Regions from separate parts of the Mus musculus genome. Here region 1 is linked to region 2. A link is a contact called in public ChIA-PET data. All regions are on one chromosome and are shown on one strand. Each heading gives the region's core, a stretch centred on a gene start, on an enhancer-like site or on the middle of the called end of the contact. The rest is flanking DNA. Distances are from core to core; before and after follow the strand shown. Region 1 has its middle 25 kb from the start of Muc13. Region 2 overlaps Osbpl11 (oxysterol binding protein-like 11).

Region 1 (2,941 bases), core at 77-2,576, 570 kb before region 2:
ACACATGCATCACAGCAACTCATGGCAAACTGTCCTTTTCTCTGTAGAGCAGGCCTAGGTAATGCCCAGAGTTAAGGGAGTCGGTTCAGTTCCCCTGACAAACTGGCTCCGCCCCATCACTATTTTTTACCCTGTTGAGGAACACACATTCCTCAACAATTCAGAACAAGGATATTGAGCCCATCATTTAAAATTATATAGCAGAATCTACCAGGCAGCCCCACTGGAAAAATGTTTTCTTTGAAGATGCCCATGTGACAGAGGCAGGCCAGGACCTGCCTCCTTTCAGACCTAAATGGTCCCCCTTTGGTTTCACAGGCTACTGTGCAGGCTAAAGTTTGCAACAGACATAAAGGGGTGTGACCTTGTGGAGACACCAAAGTACAATGAATTGATTGACATTCAATACTTTAATGTTCCTATTATCTTAACCTGTTATTTTAAAAAGAGTTTAAAGTGATTATTTTAACTTCAATGTTCCTATTGTGTTTTCTTCTTTGGGGATTTGAGAAAGGAAAAGAAAAGAAGAGAAAAGAAAAAAAGAAAAGAAAAGAAAAGAAAAGAACACATATTCCCAAAGGCAAGCTACAGAACCATTTCCGTAACCAAACATGCTGGAACAAGACTAGAACCTTGAACTGATACTGTCAAGAAGATATGAGAGGGCTGGGGGTGTGCAGATCCACAGGGCGGCACTTGTCTGGTATGCGCAAGGCCCTGGGGTCCACTCCTGACTCTACCCTCCCATAGAAGCAGAAGAAGAAAAAGAGCTTTCAGGGAAATAAACATTTCTATCTGCTGTAATGGACTGTTTTAAATAAAATATCAAAATGCAAAACCTTGTATTGTCCTTCTACCCAAAGAATTGCTTTGGTCTCAAAAGAAAAATGAACATAAATTTAGAAATATGGGTAAAGCCCCTAGTTTTGAGTGTGTTATGAAACACTAAGCCAAGAGCAACTTGGCTGTACAGCTTTACTGCTTTGGGCAAAGCCCCATAGTTATAGAGACCCATACAGGTCACTACTAGGCAAAGTGGCTTAAGGAGGCACCCAAAGGCCACACACCGGGGTGATGCTACCGTGCCCACTCTGGAACTTCACACCTGAATAGACAGCATCTTGGTAGACTTTCCTCCAGTCTCTTTCCAACAACACTGCTCTCCTCTACGGGCTGTCTTTTACGACTTCCTCTTTTAGACCACAATAGTCTAATAGTCAGCTCAGTCTTTGACCTCAAATACCACCAGGCAGCTTGACTGCTCTAACCGTACAGTAGTTCTGGTTCAACATGACTTAAGACGCTTCTAGAAGCAACCTCCCCAGTTAAGAAGATCACTCAGCACCTCAGACACTCAACTCCACCCCCAGCCCACATAGGTTCACACTTCTACTACGTGGGAGTCTGAGAATAAGGCAGGCAGCCCTCACAGGGTTGCCTCAGCCTGGCTGTTCATGTCAAAAACCCACCTAGACCACCCCCTTTCACTTCTGAGGGCCCAAGCCACGTACCAATATGCCTCTTGCCAACCACAAACCTGCCAGTATTTCCCTTTTTTTAAGACAGGGTGTCCTGTTCTTCAGGAAGGCCTTGAACTCCTGATCCTCCTGCCTCAACCTTCTGAGGGCTGGGGTTCTAAGAGTGTACCACTCTGCCCTGCTTATGTGGTTCCGAGGCTAAACCCCAGGGCGTTATACATGCTAAGCAGGCAGTTTGCCACAGAAACTACATTCCCATGCTTCTCCTCTGAGTGCTCAGCACTGGCTAACCCACATGCTGTAAGGCCAGATACCTACCTTACATGCATAGAGCCAGGCCCATGGTGGGAACACATGATGCTATTTCTCCTCCTAAGAAATAGGCCCCAGTAGTCATGAGCTGGCTCATGAAGTGAAAAAAAGAAAACAAACAACAAAAAAAAAAAAAACAACAAAACCAAAAAACCTTGGAGTTTTAGAGAGCTCAGGCTGGAACTAGGAAGACCCTCCTTTTTAACCCTGTTCCTGATGCCCCCAGGATAAACAAGTTCTACCTGGCCTGGATCTTCTCCATTTCATTATCTCCTAGGCAGTGTGGCTTTTCCCTTCTGCCTACTTCCCTTGTCATGGGAGCCCAATTCAGGACTGTGACACTTTTATGCACACAAATTATCCATTCTGAGCACTTCTGTCTAGCAAAGACTCTGCGTGTCCAGGCATGGGCTCAGCCTGTCTGTTCTGCTCATGGGTTGCTGGTGTCCTCTTGGGGCTCCTTCTGGATGTAACCCCAAGTAGGAGAGCACCCACACCCCCTTCATCCCAATGGTGGGCAGAGGCCTTTCTACCGAAAGCTTCTCCCCTACCTACAAATGGTAGACCCACTGTGAATGCACCCTTGTTTGGGGGCTCTCCTGGTGTTTTTCACAGTAATAAAAGAACAAAATGAAAACTTTCACTCCGTTCTATTTGGGCCAAACTTGTGAGTCAACAAGCAATTTTGGAACTCACAGGACACTTTTCTGGATGTTGGAATTCTTCCCAGGAACAGAGTACTTCATTCTGTGGGGCTTGAGGCTCCTGGCCCTGTACTCTTGACTCACCAGCTGGGAGTCTGCCCCCTTCACAGGTGTTCACCACCTGGGAGTTTGCCCCCTACACAGGTGTTCACCAGCTGTGCTGCCAGCTGAAGACATTAGAAGTGTCTGGGAACAGCCACCACACTGGCTCTTCCCATAGCAATGAGGCCTGGAACAAGCAGGAATACTGCCAGAAGGGCTAGAACCTGGCTACCTCGAAAGGGATCTGGGCTCAGGCAAGCAGAGCACAGGGGCTCACAATGACACAAGGAACCATTGGTTCCACACAGAGACACAAACAAGACCCATGGCTTCTAGATGGCGATGCTTTGCAACTTTGTTAGCATCAACCAAGAGCAACAGAATCCTCTCTGTACTATGAATGTA
Region 2 (2,781 bases), core at 268-2,767:
GGGAGTGACAGCAATAATGTAGGCCCGGAATGAGGAACAGTTCACTTCATGTCCTGGATCTCTTCCCAGGACCAGTGTAGCCCATGGTGCCACTGAGGCCTGTGTGAGGGTCAGCAGCCCTGTGGCAGCCAGGGCCTGTCCAAGTTGATGTCTGTGGGCTGTGCTGTAGTTGAGGTGTCATTGAGTGGCTTGTACTGCCACTTGAAGCCATGGTGATGTCAGGTCCCATGCTGCCACCAAAGACCACCAATGATCTGTGGTCTTATTAAGGCCGGGGTCTGTGCTGATGTCTGTGGCCCCTTTTACCACTGAAGGCCAAGCAGCTATCTGTGGTCAGTGCTACAGCCTGAGACCATGCTGATGTGCACAGGTTGTATGTTGGTGTGAATTGTCTATACAGCCACTGGAGACCATGTTTGATGTCTGTGGTCAGGGCCTCTGAGGAACTTGTCTGAGTCCATGGTCCTATTGCAGGCAAGGGCCATGTTCATGGTCAGAGCTGTCACCAAAAACTATGTGGAAGTCCATGATTTGTGTTCCCGCTGACTGTAAAGAGCAAGGAGTCTACCTTGGCAGTGACACTGATAACTGCACACGCACAGTTGAGAAAAGAACACAGAAGAAGGCTTCCCTGACGACTCCTTCCCCTTCACCACCCCAACCCCCCAAAAAGTAACAGTCTAAACAGGAAGCCATCGAAGAGAAGTCTTACAAGTGTGATAAGGGCTCTTAAACTCTCACTTTTACTCTCATCTCTAGCCTTGCTTCTCTCTCTCCCTTCTCCCCTCTCCACGTGGCCATGGCAGGTTTCTCTGTCTTTCTATCTTCTCTCTTTCTCCCTGCCTTTCTACAATAAAGCTCTAAAACTGTTTTTTAAAAAAAGTGTGATAAGGACGATGACGTCAGCTCTCCACACCTGACGGCTCTGGTGGGGACTCGGGAAGCAAATGACTCAGTTCTATTTGAGAGGCAGGCCACTGAGAGTTTGACCATGTACCAGTGAGTATACAGGTAACACGAAATGGACTTGGTTGTTTTTTTTTTTTGGTTTGTCTGTTTTGGGTTTGCTTCGTTGTTTTGTTAGTGGTGCAATGAGAGAAGTGGGGACACTCCCTTGGAAGGACTAGGAAGCGAGTGTAATCGGGCATATGATGTGAAATTCCCAAAGAATCAATAGAAATATTATATTGAAGAAAAAAAAAATCATCCAAGCCAAGTGTGTTGGTTCTTTGGCCATAATCCTAGCATTTAGAAGGCCGAGGCAGATTCCAAATTTAAGGCCTGTCTAGGCAACTTACTGAGATAAAACTTCAAAATTAAAAATAGACAAAGGCTAAAGAGACAGCTCAGTGCAGAACTTCCTTAGCACATGCAAGGCCTGTGGTTCAAGGCCCCTGTAGCAGGAGGAAAAAGAAGTGTACAGACTAGAGAAAGATGGCCCACACAGTGAGGGAGGGAAAGCCAGCCAACTTCTTCAAAGGCACTAGACTCTTCATCTAGGTATGTCCTAGCAGGCTGGCCTGCGCGATACACTAGACAGGTCTGAGTCAGGGCTGAGTCCACTGGAGGTTAACATTCTGCACAACACTCACCATTCTTGTTAAAGGGAGATACGGCAAGGTGCTGTGGGTTTGGTTTGTTTGCCTTTACAACTGCAGAGTGAAAGACCGCTAGTTTGAAGAAGTAACTATGTCATGCTTCAGGGGCATCCACTCCTTAAACCTCACCACACACAACGGTATTCTAACTCAGAAACAAACAAACACTAGTGATGGCTCTAACAGGAAGACAGCTGCGTGCTCCTCTGCTCCGACCTTCCAGAGGCTTCCAGAAGCCATGCATAGATCCTGAGATGCCTTCAAGGTCTAGAGTCCAAACTGAAAGCAAGTGGGGTCAGGAAACTATTCCGGAGCCAGCCATTCTTTCGGGGGTAGGGTGGAGGCGAAAGAGCACAGACAGGGCCACTCCTCACTGGCCTCCGACTCCCTCCGTAGCTGTGGACAGTTCTAAACACCTGATCCTCCACCTCAGTCCTGGGTGCTGCAATTAGACATATAGCACCATGCCCAGCTCAAGTTATTAACTGTTTCGTGTAAACTGTTTGCAGGCTAGGCTAGAGACAACCTCGGGTATCATTTCTCAAGAATGCTATCCACCTTATTTTTGAGACAGGATCTCAAAATGGCCTGGAACTCTCCATTTTAGATGGCTGCCCAGTGATGGTATTACAAGTGTGAGCCACCATGCCTGGCTTTTAAACATAGGCTTAGAGGATCAAACTTGGGTCCTCAAGCCTATGTGGCTGGCAAGTGATTTGCCAACTGAGCCATCTTTTTTGTATTACATCCATTCATGTATGTGGTGTATGCACGACTGTGCCATGGTGCATTTGTAGAGGTCAGAAGACAGCTTGCAGGAGTCTTTTCCTCCCTCCATGTGGGTGCCCCTGAGCCTTCCTGCTGGCCTGTCAACTGAGCTATCTTAGCAGTCATCAAGCAATACTTTCTAGAGCACACTCATGCTAGGTAGGTATTTCCAGCCTGCTCAAAGCTGCTTTTGGTCAAAATAGAAATGACTTAGAGGGAAGGACACTGCCTTGAATAGATGGCAAAGGCCGAATGCTTTTGTCCCTTGAGAATCTTTTTGCAATGCACAGAAGAGGTAGCTTGGCAAGCCACAGAGCTCCCTAAGCCTCTGGCTTCTCAACAGCGTCTTAATCCCTCCATTCCCATCTCATCCTTCAACCTCTCCATCCCACACTCAAGAGCTAATCTGTTTATG

Evidence for each region. ChIA-PET counts read pairs in DNA pulled down with a chosen protein or histone mark.
Region 1: an RNA polymerase II ChIA-PET map of memory CD8 T cells shows a contact between it and region 2, with 6 read pairs. The contact joins two enhancer-like sites. A contact is called at or near these places in 3 of 115 datasets of contacts at active chromatin or transcription factors (the HPC-7 cell line, memory CD8 T cells and trophoblast stem cells) and 1 of 9 other capture datasets (embryonic stem cells).

The regions. Positions count from the first base shown.
Region 1 is chr16:33,768,321-33,771,261 of GRCm38.p6, reverse strand. It overlaps a transcript of Heg1 not described here. Among named protein-coding and RNA genes, the nearest start is that of Muc13, 25 kb to the left of the region's middle. Within about 2 kb of position 1,326, at least 105 of the 459 cell types and tissues checked have an H3K27ac peak or open chromatin away from gene starts, as enhancers often do. A contact at or near this core is called in memory CD8 T cells, where this site is marked.
Region 2 is chr16:33,198,742-33,201,522 of GRCm38.p6, reverse strand. The region is part of intron 2 of Osbpl11 (oxysterol binding protein-like 11); the gene reads right to left. Among named protein-coding and RNA genes, the nearest start is that of Osbpl11, 15 kb to the right of the region's middle. Within about 2 kb of position 1,517, at least 20 of the 459 cell types and tissues checked have an H3K27ac peak or open chromatin away from gene starts, as enhancers often do. A contact at or near this core is called in memory CD8 T cells, where this site is marked.